Regions from separate parts of the Mus musculus genome. Here all the other regions are linked to region 2. The links are chromatin contacts, called in public HiChIP or PLAC-seq and promoter capture Hi-C maps. All regions are on one chromosome and are shown on one strand. Each heading gives the region's core, a stretch centred on a gene start, on an enhancer-like site or on the middle of the called end of the contact. The rest is flanking DNA. Distances are from core to core; before and after follow the strand shown.

Region 1 (2,700 bases), core at 133-2,632, 1.3 Mb before region 2:
AGCATTTCATTCATCCCCTTCTACTCAGTTATTTCATTTACAATATGGATGATTTTCACTTTACACTTAGAAGTGATAAAAATATTTCCCCCCTACGAGGAACCTACAGCAACATCCATAAGCAGCCTATGGGTCTTTTTTTTTAAATGAATTAAACATGTCTCTTCCCCTCGCCTTACACTTCTCTCAGTTACCTCCCCAGGGTGTGAAAATATCAACATCCGGTCGCCCACCCTCTCAGGAGTGTCTCCCGTGGACTGCGTCCATCCTCTCTCCATCCTCTCCTTCCCTTTCAGTAGCATCACCTTGGTGAAGCGTACCGAGTATTTCTTTCCCGTTACTCCCCCACCCCTTTTCATGGCCGAGTGCAGCCTTCTCTGCACTTGGATCAGCAGAAGAAAGCAGCATGCTTGGGGGAGAACAGGCAAAGAGGCCTGACAACCGGATAGCACTTAACAACAACCGGATGGCTCCCCAATGGCCTCTGGCTGCCAGTCGGGTCTCTCGGTGCCGACATCCCCGATCTTCACGCTACCACCCTTTCCACGCCACCGAGGCAGAGACCGGTAAAAGGCAGAGTAGAGGCAGCGCGAGGCACGGGCAACCCTAACGGAGTCCCCTGGGGGGAGAGGACCGCGAACCCGGGAGCGGCTCCCGCCCTGCGGCCGGGGCCCCGCACTGCAGCGGCGCCCGGGCGGACCCCACGCCCGCCTCACCCGCACAACGCCGCACACAAAAGCGCCGGGCCGCCGCCTTCCCGCCCCCACAACCCGTAGAGCAATCAAAGGGGCAGCCGGCCCGACGCGGCCAGAGGCGCGGCTCACCATCGCTGCGCTTGATCTCCACGTAAATCCCGATCTGGATCTTGCCGAAGTTGGCCGTTGCCATCACCTCATCCGGAGCGGCGGCAGGCGGGCGAAACAGGCGGGGAGGGGGCGGGGTGGCGGCGGGAGGGGCAGCGGTGGCCCGCGTCCGCGCCGGTCCGGGAGGCAGCGTGGACGCGAGCGGGGCCGCGGCGAGAGCGGCGGCGGACGAGCGGGCTGAAGCCCCGGGCCTGCGGGCGGACGGGCGGACGGGCGGGCGGACGGGCGGGCGGGCGGGCGGGCGCGCACGCCGGGCGTCCGGGTGAAGCGAGGGCCGCAGCCGTGAGGCGGCGCGGGGGAAGAGTGGGAGGGCTCGCGCCGCCCGCCCCTACGGACGCTGGAGAGGCGGGGCGCCGCGCGCCTGCGCACACCCGGCGGCCCGCGGCTTCCTGCCGTGCGCCCGCGCGCTCGGGCTGCAGGCGGCCCCGCCCAGCTCGGCTGCGGCCTGGCGGCGGGCGGGGCTGAGCCGTCCGCGGGAACGGGAACGGGAACGGGAGCGCGCGCGGCCCGGCCGGGTACGAACCCGCGCCGGGTTTGATTCCGCACGCGGCGGCCTACGAGGCGCGGGAAACGACTCGCGACGTCCTTCCAGAGCTCCCGCTCCGCGTGCACGCTGCCGCAGGAACGGGTTGAGGGCCGAGTGGGATCGAGGCTTTCGGGGCGCGGGACTGAGGGGCACTGACCGATTAAAGAACTGGCTCAGTGCATTTCTGTGGCTGTCAGATCGCATGCCACTCCGGGGCAGCCGGTCCTTGAGGAACCTTATTAAGGCCGGGGCATGCCTGGTTCAGGCTTCCCATCAATTATGGAGGGTCGAAAGGGTGTCGTCCACCCTGAGTAGGAACGAAGACCTCCCCTTGCCCTTTACTTCCCAGCTCATTGCAATTCAAAGCGAAGCCCTCCTGGGCTACCAGCGGGCCTGTCCTGCTATCCTATTGCTTCAGTAGAGCTCAAGGCTTACTTGCCCTAGTCTCTAACTCCAGCAGCTATGACTCAAAATCAGAGCAGAGACTTGAAGAACGTTGAATAATGAGCCTCTTCTGCAGTCATGTGGCTGAGCTGACTACAGCAACATGGAGAGTGCCAAGCAGAGGGGGCCAGGTAGACAAGCGTGTAAACTGAAGTGTAACCTCCACCAGCTTTGTCGTAAATTCTTTGTAGAATGACTTACTACTCTCCTCAGTTACTCCCTGCCTGCCCATTCCTGCATCTTGGTTTCTTCATCTTCCCCCATGATCTAGGATAATATGATCTCTTCTCCTTCCCCCTGATTATTTAAATCTTCCTCTCACCTCCCTACATTTTTCACTTGTTATTTACTTTTTTTTTTTTTTTTTTTTAGATAGGGTGTCATTTGACCTAAGCTGGCCTTAACCATGCTATGTAGTGAGGATAATCTTGAATGCCTTACTGGTGTGAGCCATCACTTCTAGTTTATGTGGTACTGGGGATAGAATCCAGGACTTTGTACGTGATGAGAGCATTGTGGATGAGAATGGTTCATGTGCTTGAATACTTTGTCCCCATTGTTGGAACTGTTTGGGAAGGATTAGGAAATGTGCCCTTATTAGAGAAAGGGTTTCACTAGGATCAGGCGCTGAGGTTTCAAAAGACACCATTTAGAGTTAGCTTTCTAGACCTCTTACTTGTGCATCAAGAGGTGAGCGCTCAGGTGTTGAGGCCAGCATGCCTTTGTTCCACCATCATGGACTTCAAACCTAGGAAACCATAAGCACAGTGAAACACTTTTGTTTTGTCGGTTGTCTTGGTCATGGTGCTTTATCCCAGAAAGAGAGGCAACTACAACACCAACAAGCAAGTGTTCTACCAAGTGAGC
Region 2 (2,700 bases), core at 10-2,509:
GTGATGAACAGCAGTATGGAAGTGTAAGCTGAATAAACCTTTTCCTCCCCAACTTGCTTCTTGGTCATGATGTTTGTGCAGGAATAGAAACCCTGATTAAGACAGTGACTCACTGAGTTTAATTAGGGTTCCAAACATGAGCATGGGTGTTAGGCTCTTTACTGGAAGAAAATAGATGGCATCTCTCAGCAGCCATTCATTTCCAATAATCTCCTCACTACTGGCTCATACGCCCTTCCTGCCCTGGTATGCTAGAATATTGATTGACAGGCTCCATCGTGTGTAGGTCTTGCTGTGAATTCATGAATGAACAGCCAGGTCAACCATATTATGTTCGGAAGACAGCATCTTACGGGTGTTCATACCAGTGTCCCATGCTCAGCCCTATTTATTCTCAGGACTTTCACCAGTTTTGAGGGTCTGAATTAATCACTAGCTATTGAATTAATCACTGTCTAATATGTCTATTGCCTATCACCTTCTATGATCAAGGTGGAGTTGTTCAGCAGTCTTCACGGAGGAGTCCAGACATAGATTCATTGTCACCGAGCTAAAGGCATATAGTATAAAGTGAAGTCATTTGTCTCTTTCAACAGTTGCAAGTTGGACCAGCAATTCCCACGGGCAGGAGATGTGTAGGTGATTCAGTGCAGAGAAGACGAATTCATCAACCCCACAAAGGACTGACAATTTCTGTCAGATTCCTAAATACAAAACCTAAGTTCAAGGAGGAGAAAGATTACTGTACTTTATTTATCAAGGGAACACAGCAGACGCTGACCATGCCTCTCCTTATCGCTCTTTCTACACTCCTTATGGCAGGTTGCCTTTATCTGCTTTAGAAATGTCCTTCCCCTTGGACAGCTGTCAAGTCAACTCGCTTCCTTTCACCACCCACTTCTTCCTCTTTGCTAACCTCCGGATTCTCTGCCCTGGGTGCTGACAGGAATTATCTATCGGGTTCCAGCTAGGTTTGGCTCACTGGGCTCCGAGGCTGCAGAGCTGGTGTTCCGAGTGGACTCGCGGCAGGGACAGTCCCGGTAGGTTTTGGGCAGCGCCATCCACTGTGTGCCGGCGGTACGCGGCGCGATCAGTCATGTCCGCAAGCATCCGAGCGCCCATTGGCGAGGAGAAAGTGTTCTTTCCTCCTAGGTGCTGGAGGCGCAACCCCGGGTAGTGAAATCCAGGACACAAACAGCCCCGCCCACCACACAGTTCCTGTCACGTGCCCTCGCAACGTCCAATCAGCGCCCCGAAGCTCCGGGCTTGTGATTCAAACTGCGGCGCGGCGAGCTCCGTCTGGAGTCCCCGCCGGCGTTGCCCCGCGACTGCTGCGCGTTGGCAATGGAGCACCGCGTAGTGGGACCCGGGCCGTACCGGGCCACCAGGCTGGTGAGTGAGAGTGGGGCCGAGCCGACCCCGCGCCGCTGTCACCGCCAAGACTCGGGCAGTGTGCAGTCGCTCGGGGGTTGCCGGTGCTGGTGGTCGTGTGCCTGCTCCGGTCGCTGCTGCACACTCTGTCCCACAGCGGGCAGACGAGGCCCGGAGTCAGCCCTACCAAGGTGGCATGAACTACTTCTGCCGCCGGTAGTTGGATGCTCGGCTTTGGACGGCGCCTTCAGCCTTAACGGGGAACCGAACCTCAGGCGATCGCGTTCCCCTTTGTCCTAGGGACCTACTCTAGCTTCCAGGGCAAGATCGACCGTGGGTGGAGCCATAGGACCACCTATGGGGGTAGCTCTTGCGGACTGCGGTGCTCCAGGCAGGGCGTGACTCCTTCCTGAGTGACACTGTTGACACTTGACAAGTGTTCTTTGTAACGGTGCACTGCACGGAGGTGGATTGCCCCTCTAAGGTTCCTGCCCCCGGAGTTTCAGTTGTCAGCACCTACTTCAAGTAGCGGATCAGCTCTGATAGGTGATCTAAAAGCTTTGCTGATGCACCAGGGTAAGGGTCTTTCTTGTGGAAACAAGTTTTGCCACTCAGAAACTTATTTCTAGGAGGAAGTACTTTTACTGACTTCTCCCTCAAACGGATTAGGACAATGGAATAGACAGAAGGTTTTAGAGGACTTTGAGTTTTGTCTGTGAAGACTCATAGCTGCATTGCCTTGCAATAAAGTCTCACCTGCTCTCTACTCTGGAAAAGGTGGGGATGAATATCCAAACTCATGTTTTAGACTCATATGCTAGAGATGTAGTTTTCTTTCTTTCCAGAGCCAGGTAGTCTGTGTTCTGCGGAGTCAAGCCACCTTCTACAGATGGGAAGTTAGGTTTCAGGCTGCTAGACCTTTGTTTTATTAGACTTATGGGACGCGTGGAGAATCAAATAAAGATTATGAATCTTCACACAAAAGATCACATGGCACATGTAAAGTTTCCCCTAAGATTTTAGGGTCTGTGGTCTTGTTTCATTTGGCTGAAAACAACACATATTTGCATAGGGTCATTGGTCTGGGCTGGACTCATGTCAGCGGTTCTTCCAATGGAAATCATTCATGTGTCACTATCTGGTGATTTGACTGGCACTGGGTGGTGTCACGTGGTACCCTGGTCTTCAGTGTTGGTTGAACCAAGTTTTGACAGGTTTGCTCAGATTCTTCATAAAGTGGGCTCATGGTATCATGACATTTTGTTCACACATCATTGGCCAAAGCAAATGAAATGGCTGAGTCTATAATCTAGACATTCATTTTTATTA
Region 3 (2,700 bases), core at 54-2,553, 1.4 Mb before region 2:
ACTGCGGGATGGGAACCTTGAGGGCTTTCCAGGCTCAGAGATGAATGAACTTGGGTCCGGAATACCCAGCTGTAGTCACCTGCGGCTGGAAGAAAGGCTTTCCATTGGCTCATAGGCAGTGTTCAAGTGCTCCTTGGTGGGAACCCCATAATAGTCGACTATAAATAAAAGATTATATTAGGATATTTTAGAACTTTCCCTGTGCTCGAATTACAGCAAAGAAAGGAAGGACTAAAACCTAGGCTACGAGAAAAAAAAAAAAAAAAAAAAAAGCCGGGCGGTGGTGGCGCACGCCTTTAATCCCAGCACTTGGGAGGCAGAGGCAGGCAGATTTCTGAGTTCGAGGCCAGCCTGGTCTACAAAGTGAGTTCCAAGGACAGCCAGGGCTATACAGAGAAACCCGGTCTTGAAAAACAAAACAAACCAAAAACCAAAACAAACAAACAAAAACCTAGGCTACGGAACAGGTTCTTAGCAGTAGCCTTTGGTGGTTGATTGCAAAGACTTTCTTCAGCGCACAAACAGAAAAATTAAAACCGAAACATTACACTGGCAAGAAAAACAGCCATGAATCTTTTATTCTGTATGTTACAGCCCGGCGTATAATCCCATTACAATATCCAACACATACCTGTAATCAATCCCATTTACAGGGTTTTGAAATTGTTATAGCCTTTATCTTTCAATAAATAAACATTGAGAGCAGCATATTTTAACTATGACATTCCAGTGCTGGAACTCAGCAAAACGACGAGAAAATGAACAAAAAGCATAGAGAAGTAACCAGTAAGTGCCGTGTTGGAACGAGAGCTAATTCTAATCTAACTGCTTTCCACAACGGAGAGACATGTTACCCTAAACCACCAAGCTCCGTGTCCATCGAGCCTAGGCTTCTCAGCCCACAACCTGCAGGGAAACAGGAGAGACACGAGAGATCTTTCCGCAGATATCAGAATGTCCCAGGGCAGTGCCAAATGAAGCACCCAATTTGCCGAGACCCAACCAATCCTAACTGCCTGCCTGAGCGGCGCGGTTTCCTCTGGGAAATCGGGCTCTTGGGGAAGTTGTTGCTCCAGCTAAAACTCTAAAATCCGGTGGCTAACCCGCTGGAGCCAGCCTTGCCTCCGGAGGAGCTCACCAGACAGAAACTACAATCTCAGCAGCCACTGGGCTCGAGTCCGCCTTGCCGCGGGAGGAGCCCATAAGAGACTACAATTCCCAGCAGCCACTGGGCTCCGGCCTGCCGCTGACTGGGTGGGTCGGTGATCGCAGTGGGCGGGGAAGTGGGCCTCTCGGGCGCCTAGTCGTGACGGCGACTGAGGGCGACTTCCACGCGGTTCCCGGCTGCTTTCGCTTGGCACAGGGACTCCTCCGAGAAGATGCCGAAGGCCAAGTCCGCAGCGAGTAGCCGCCGGCGGGATCGTCAGGAGCAGCGCCGGGAGCTGAAGCGAGCTGGAGGTGCGGTGTGGAGGATGCTTGGGACTGACCCGCGGCGGGGGAGCCCTACGGTGGCCTGCGCCTCTAGCCGCCCCGAGGAGGGTGGGCGCTCAGCGCTGACCCTTCCCCGCGCGCGCCTGGTCTTCCTTGCCAGCAGGAGGGATGGATGGACTCAAAGATACATCCCAACCCCGGCCGGGAGCGCGGCGCTTGTGGATGCATTGGAGCAGAAACCGTCCCGGGTCCATCCTGCTTCTCTGGGACGGCCTGAGATCGGTTCTTGAAAAGTTGGGAAATTAAGGCTGCTTCGTGTTTTATTTCAGGACTCATGTTCAACACAGGGATCGGACAACACATTTTGAAAAATCCTCTAATTGTTAACAGCATCATCGATAAGGTGGGTGTTAACGATGAAAGGCAGAGCGTTTGTGGATTGTATTTTTCTGACTACTTAATGCCTGTATGCCTAAGTTGCATGCCCATAATTATCCCAGCATTTGGGGAAGCTGAGGCAGGGTGATATGCTCGACCGCAGCCTACATACTAAGAAAATATAAACCAAGATAGGGTGCCTGACAGAATAGTTGCTCTGTATGTATATGTTGGATGGGTTGAGAATTGCCCAGTGATTTCCAGATTATTTCCACTTTTTGGAGGCTCCATCTTGTTTTTGGAACTGGGTCTCATGTAATTCAGGGTGGCCTCAAACATGGTGTGTGTCAAAGCCAGCCTTGAACTCCACTTTGCAAGCGTGTATCATTTTGATCACTTTCTAAGTACATCATCGTTACTCTTTTTATTCCAGACCGTAAATTTACGTCCAAATCACACTGAGTTTGTTCCTCAGGAAAAGATATGGTACTGCATATGAACTGTTTGGAGGATTCCTTCTGTATGGGTTACTGTGCTGTGCTTATGGAGGATTGAGGGCCTGGAGGTAAAATACAGACGGTACAGGGAGCATCCTGGAGCCATAGAGTATAGTTCTCCAGTCTCACCGAATATTCTACTCATAAGCATATGCACACTGGTAACGTTTTGTATGGTTACTATATTCTTAAAACTGTACAGTGGTTAAGAATTGAGAAATCTTTTCCATTTGAATGCACTCTTTCCCATTTGAACTCTTTGGAAGTTACAATTAGTTACAGTTTGCTGGAATTATTGCCAATGTAGAAAGCAGGAACCCACCAGTAGAACCGATTGCTCTTGCTTTTGTTCTGGCTCCAGAAGCTGAGTATATCCCCTAAGTTAGGAAATACA
Region 4 (2,700 bases), core at 39-2,538, 1.2 Mb after region 2:
TTTGGAAAACACATTTTTTTTTAAATTCCTGGGGCTTGCTCCTCCCACACCTGTATCTTGCTACCATGTGTTTTCTGGCTTCCCTATGACAGGGAATTTTTGTTATATTTACTGATGGTGGATAGTTTTGGTTGTTTTGAAACTTTCATTTTTGGAAGTTATAATTCAATTGCATGATTCTCCCCACTTCCTCTCACCAACCTCTCCTATAGAATAAATCCTTCTTGCTCTCTCTTTCAAATTAATGGCTTCTTTTCCTTTGATAGTTGTTATATATATATATATATATATATATATATATATATATATACACACATAGTTTATATATTCTTATAAAATATAAGTACACCCTTCTCAATCTGTCTAACATTACCTATCATGTGCATAGGATCTCAAGGCTGACCACATAGCATTGGATAATCAGTGAAGGAACATTTCCCTGGGAGGACTGTTTCTGGGAGGACCATTTCTCCTAATCATATCGTTCTCAGTTCTTTATCTACTATCGAGACCCTTAGTTGCCCTTTTCAAATTAGGATTTCCATAGGTGTCATGGTTGTTCAGGTCTTGTTTTAGACAACCATGTTGATTAGACTTTGTGGGTATAGCCTGTCTGACATTTCTAAAAGACACAGTCTTACGACAAACATTTTTTTGAGCACTGTAATATGAAATGAAGAAGTATACTTTCTTTTATTTTTTGTCTTTTATTTATTTATTTTTTACACTCCAGATTTTATCTCCCTCCCCCCACTGCCACCATCCACCCTCCAACTGTTCCACATCTCATTCCTCCTCCCCACTCCTTGTCTCCATGAGGATATCATCCTCGTGGCAAAGTATACTTTCTTGAAAACCTAAAAATTAAAAAAAAGGGGGGGGGGGGAATCAATGCTATAAATGTTTTTTTACAGAGCCATTGCTTCTGGGTGCTCAGCCAGGTGGATTTTATTTCACCACTTCACAGCTAAAGAAAATAAAAATATAACACTCCATATGCTGCAGGCCAGAGAGGACACACCTAGCCTGGCTTGCTCGCCACCTCCCCGGAAGACTTTTTAGCCTCCCTCCTTTGGGATGATGCGCTTCGGAGCTGTTGTCAGCAGTGCGGTTGGAAGGGGACGGGGAAATGAATAGGATTTGAAGGGGTGTGGAAAGGTGTGAGCCTTTCCGTGATCCTCGGGATTTGCAGAAGCCTTTCGAGTTATTTATGCCGCCGTGCGCCCTGTGTCGGTTAATATTTCATCTCTGCTTTCAGTTTCTAAACGACAGATGCTTTAAAAAAAAAAAAATCAGCGTGAGGTTCGGCTTCCTCCTACCCTTCGCCCCATGTCTCCGTGCTCCAGACCAACCCTGTTAGCCCTTTTGATTTAATCTTCACAGTTCTGTACTCACTGGAGGGACAGAAAATGGATGCTAATATACCAAAATAGACACTTAGAAAACTCGTTTTTAAAAATGACTCTGCAGCTTCACCTGCAAGTAAAAGACATAAAGGCATTTCCACCTCACCACTAATGACCATAAATATTAACATTGAGGTCAGTTCACAGTTTGCCAGTGTTACGGCCGTATTTTAAAGTTACATTTTACTTCATAGTATAACACATTACTTCAAGAGGATATCCTTATAGGTAACATTAAATTTCATATAGTTCTATAAACTACTTTTCCTTTTCCTTTTTTGAAAATAGATTCTTCACTCATACATCAGACCACAGTTGCCCTCCCTCCACGCTTCCCAGCGACCTCACCACCTCCCCTCTCCCTCAGATCCACACCCGCTCAGTTTCCTCTTGAGAAAAGAGCAGGCCTCTAAGAGATGACGGTCAGACAGGGCAAAACAAGATACACAGTAAGGAAAGGCAAAGGCCCTCGAATCCAAGCCAGACAAGGCAACCTAGTAGGAGGAAGAGGCTCAGGAACAGGCATTAGAGTCAGAGACACACCCACTGCCACCGTTGGAAGCCCCACAAAAACACGGAGCCATCACATATATGCAGAGGACCTGGTGCCGACCCACGCAGGCCTTGGGCTTGTCACTTAGGTCTCTATGAGCCCATGTATGTGAGCCCTTGCTTAGCTGATTCAGTGGCCCGTGTTCTCCTGGTGTCCTCCATCCTCTCTCACTCTATAATCTCTTGGGTTTTTTTGGTTTTTTTTTGTTTTGTTTTTTTTTTTGTTTTTGTTTTTGTTTTGTTTTTGTTTTTTTTTGTTTTTGTTTTTTTTTGTTGTTGTTTTTTGTTTTTTTGTTTGTTTTTTTTTGTTTTTTTTGTTGTTGTTTTTTTGTTTTTTTGTTTTTTTGTTTTTTTGCTCTTCCACGGGGTTTTCAGAGCTCCTAGGAGAAGGACCCTATGGGAACCTCCAGTTAGGTTCTCCACATAATGTCTGAGTGGGGGTCTCTAAAGCTTCTCCCATCTGCTGGCCCATTGAAGATGGACTCTTTGAGAATGACTGGACAAGTCGCTAGATCTAGGAGGATAGCAGAATATCTTTAGGATTTTTTTCCCTCAGTACTGTGGCTCAGCCTTAGCGCTCTGGGCTCTCCAGTCTCTCTCTGGGTCCTAGCTATCAGGTCGTATAGAGCATGGGCTCCCTCTGGTGGTGTGGTTCTCAAGTTAAACCGAAATCTGTTGGCCATTCCCACAAGTTCTACACATCATTGCCGCAGCACATCTTGCAGGTCTGATGTATTGCCGA
Region 5 (2,700 bases), core at 15-2,514, 1.2 Mb before region 2:
GAAAATGTGAGCTTGGTAAATAGTAATTAATCGGTTATCATGATGTTAGAGAACAGTATTAGCTTTGAAACCACAGCCTGGTTGACTATTAGGGTGCTATGAAATTAGTATAATTGCAACAGTGCAGGCAAGATCAAAAGATACTGGCTTTTCCTAAATGTCATATAATGTTCACAGGGACACCTGCAGCTCAGCTCAAACCACCCAGGACAGAAGATCGACCCAGTCCCCAGGGGTGTATATTCCCCTAGCCAGGATAGAGCAAGTTCTTGTTAGAATGCTAGTAGTTTGTCATTTAGGGTTGAAAATGTCTCCTTCAGAGTCTCAGCCCACACCAGTTCTCTTACACCAGTCCCGTTGTTCCGTAGTTCCTGGGGCTCAGAGGCCTTCCACCTCCCCTGGGCTTGCAGTAGTAGATGGAAGGTCAGGGGCAAGGTAGGGGCGGAGCTCTATCTGGGAGGACATACTGTGTCTGCAAGCAGGTGTTCTGGTAGATAATTCTGGCTTTGCACTCGGTTTGTTTGTTCTCAGAGTCTCCCAGAGTTTTTCTTATACACCCACCCCATGCTTTCCCTCGTTTGGCACAGACCCACTTTTGAGTTAGAAGATTATCTAGTCCAAATCACTTTCATTCCAGATGAGGAAGCAGCTGTCACAATTGCGGAAGTTCCAGCCAGCAGCAGACAGCTGTCTGTCTGGTGCTGATATCTTGGCATGGACCAATAGGACCCTCAGGTCAACTTCTTTTCTGAAGCTATCTTTCAGCAGTTGTTTATTCTCTGATCTCCCTCTATAACAGACCTCCCATCCCTTTCCCGCTCATTGTTTGTTTGTTTTTATTTTGTTTCTTTGAATCTCTGTCTCCCCTTCATCTTGACTAGCTGTTTAATACATGAAAAACTTGAGAAAAATCAGGCTTTATTCTAAGAGAAACCCAAATGAAACCTCAGCCATCAAACCTTCACTAACTAAATTATGCAGTGTTTGTGTCACCTCCTGATTTGTTTTTGTGGGTTAAGCCTCTCAAAGGGAAAAAAGGCTCATTTGTTGCAACCCGTAGGAGAAAGACTTGGAAGGAGGAAATAGAAAACAAGAGGTAAGCTGAGCCGAAGGATCACATATCCAGCGAAAGGAATACGAAATGAGAATCTGGACATGCCCGCGTGTATTTTTCCATTTGGAAACAACGCGGTCACAACTGGTGTATTTACTGTTTCCTCTAGACTCACTTGCCCTTGGGGGTAAGTACTCTGCAAGAGACGCTAGCCTGCCCCCTAGTGGCTGCTGAGGACATGCACTCGTATCCCAGGGCTGCGGCTTGACTGTCCGCAGAGAGAAGCTGAGGAAAGTCACTCTGAGAGGGAGCAACTCTCCTGTAAATACAGTAGATGGAGACACACACTGAAAGACTGGATCCCCATGAGCCTCGATTTCATTTGCTCTGAGAAACTGTTCAGCATTCTGAATTGTCGAAGATAGATAGATTTGAATTTAATGTATGCATGATGCTTCATGCGACCAGTGTTTGATTTGTAAAACACAACAACAAAAAACCCTAATGTGAAGATTTTAAGTACAAGCGGTACCTGAATCTGCTGACCTTTCACACTATTAATTTGTGCAGAGCTTTAGCGTAGGAGGAGACAAGGATACAGAAGTTAGGGAAGCCCAGATCCCGTTCTTTGGGACCCTCTGATGGGAAGGAACACATATTTGCACATAGTTACAACACATGGCAGAGGTACAGCCAGAGAGGCGACATGTATGCCGATGTCTTATTTAATATTTATCATGAAGGTTTTTATATTGTAAATTAAGTGCATTTATCTTTTGTTATCTGAGAAGAAATCTGTAACAGTGGATTTCTGTGGCGTGCAATAAAGACCTTCCTACATAGGAGGAGAAAGTTCAGAAAGGTCAAGTAATTTGCACTCATTGAGCAGCAGAGAAATATCATCCCTGCGATTCAAATTTGGCTGTCTGCTTTTACTGTCGGCTCAATTAACTTTGACAGAGCTATACTGAGAGCCTACCCGGCACCAGCTTTGTGCTGGAGGTGTGAAGAGGAAGATGCCATTACCGGTCTTAGGGTTAGTGTCCTGCAGGGAACTAGACTGTGAAGAAAAACTTGCACTCTGTTGTGACTGATGCGGTAGTGGACATGCGCAGATTTTACCTCTGGAGCCCAGTGGCAGGCCTTCTGTCACCTGATCCCGATAACTGACTGTGAGCGACTGATTAGGAATTTGTCACTTGGCCTAAGGCAATCATATTTAAAATAGATCTAATAATGGGTATCTGCCCAGGAGGTTAGACCACTCATGGATGACAGCCAGATGTGTCAGAGACAGCAGCCAACAAGAGAAACTCAGAAAAGTCCAGAATCAAAGTAGCAAGCAAGCAAGCAAGCAAGCAAGCAAGCAAGCAAGCAAGCAAGCTGGTGTGCCCGAGCATGGATGGCATCCCTGCATTTGGGAGACAGAGACAGAAGTTTAAAGTCATCCTCAGCTACATAGAATAGTGGGGAATCAGTGTTGGGAAACATTAAAAGCAAAATGAAACAAAATAAGTGGAGGGAGCAGCTGAATTGGTAGGGAGGAAGGCAGAGGCTAAAGAGTGTAGACTGTGGGTGTGGCCCTCACATTCAAAGCTGCTTCCCTATGGGTGTGGCGCTACAAGAGCAGGCGCATACCTGCCCAG

The links. Promoter capture Hi-C pulls out the DNA fragments that hold promoters and counts their contacts. HiChIP or PLAC-seq counts read pairs in DNA pulled down with a chosen protein or histone mark. Capture Hi-C pulls out chosen DNA fragments and counts their contacts.
Region 1: a contact with region 2 is called in an H3K4me3 HiChIP or PLAC-seq map of pro-B cells, with 6 times the contacts expected there. The contact joins the promoter of 3830408C21Rik here to the promoter of Depdc1b in region 2. A contact is called at or near these places in 1 of 39 promoter capture datasets (embryonic stem cells), 1 of 484 Hi-C or Micro-C datasets (CD4 T cells), 4 of 115 datasets of contacts at active chromatin or transcription factors (astrocytes, fibro-adipogenic progenitors, large pre-B cells and 1 more) and 2 of 9 other capture datasets (adipose tissue and embryonic stem cells).
Region 3: a contact with region 2 is called in a promoter capture Hi-C map of liver, with 4 times the contacts expected there. The contact joins the promoter of Dimt1 here to the promoter of Depdc1b in region 2. A contact is called at or near these places in 4 of 39 promoter capture datasets (embryonic stem cells, liver and pre-B cells), 2 of 484 Hi-C or Micro-C datasets (nephron progenitors and regulatory T cells), 2 of 115 datasets of contacts at active chromatin or transcription factors (astrocytes and large pre-B cells) and 2 of 9 other capture datasets (adipose tissue and liver).
Region 4: a promoter capture Hi-C map of pre-B cells shows a contact between it and region 2, with 7 times the contacts expected there. The contact joins the enhancer-like site here to the promoter of Depdc1b in region 2. A contact is called at or near these places in 5 of 39 promoter capture datasets (embryonic stem cells, hippocampal neurons, liver and 1 more), 3 of 115 datasets of contacts at active chromatin or transcription factors (astrocytes, embryonic stem cells and large pre-B cells) and 2 of 9 other capture datasets (embryonic stem cells and liver).
Region 5: a contact with region 2 is called in an H3K4me3 HiChIP or PLAC-seq map of the 230-238 cell line, with 9 read pairs. The contact joins the enhancer-like site here to the promoter of Depdc1b in region 2. A contact is called at or near these places in 5 of 484 Hi-C or Micro-C datasets (B cells, cerebellum, cortical neurons and 2 more), 4 of 115 datasets of contacts at active chromatin or transcription factors (the 230-238 cell line, astrocytes, embryonic forebrain and 1 more) and 1 of 9 other capture datasets (liver).

The regions. Positions count from the first base shown.
Region 1 is chr13:107,021,188-107,023,887 of GRCm38.p6, forward strand. 3830408C21Rik (RIKEN cDNA 3830408C21 gene) reads left to right here and starts at 1,383. Exons shown (of 4, transcript NR_015471.1): 1 at 1,383-2,700. Kif2a (kinesin family member 2A) reads right to left here and starts at 1,168. Exons shown (of 21, transcript NM_001374727.1): 1 at 825-1,168. The coding sequence starts at 888.
Region 2 is chr13:108,315,078-108,317,777 of GRCm38.p6, forward strand. It overlaps Depdc1b (DEP domain containing 1B), which reads left to right and starts at 1,260. Exons shown (of 11, transcript NM_178683.4): 1 at 1,260-1,392. The coding sequence starts at 1,345.
Region 3 is chr13:106,945,826-106,948,525 of GRCm38.p6, forward strand. It overlaps Dimt1 (DIM1 dimethyladenosine transferase 1-like (S. cerevisiae)), which reads left to right and starts at 1,304. Exons shown (of 12, transcript NM_025447.4): 1 at 1,304-1,458; 2 at 1,761-1,834. The coding sequence starts at 1,380.
Region 4 is chr13:109,545,338-109,548,037 of GRCm38.p6, forward strand. All of the region lies in intron 3 of Pde4d (phosphodiesterase 4D, cAMP specific), which reads left to right. Among named protein-coding and RNA genes, the nearest start is that of Gm32703, 110 kb to the left of the region's middle. Within about 2 kb of position 1,289, at least 68 of the 459 cell types and tissues checked have an H3K27ac peak or open chromatin away from gene starts, as enhancers often do. A contact at or near this core is called in pre-B cells, where this site is marked.
Region 5 is chr13:107,100,512-107,103,211 of GRCm38.p6, forward strand. All of the region lies in intron 4 of Gm31452 (a long non-coding RNA gene), which reads left to right. Among named protein-coding and RNA genes, the nearest start is that of Gm41051, 20 kb to the right of the region's middle. Within about 2 kb of position 1,265, at least 105 of the 459 cell types and tissues checked have an H3K27ac peak or open chromatin away from gene starts, as enhancers often do. A contact at or near this core is called in the 230-238 cell line, where this site is marked.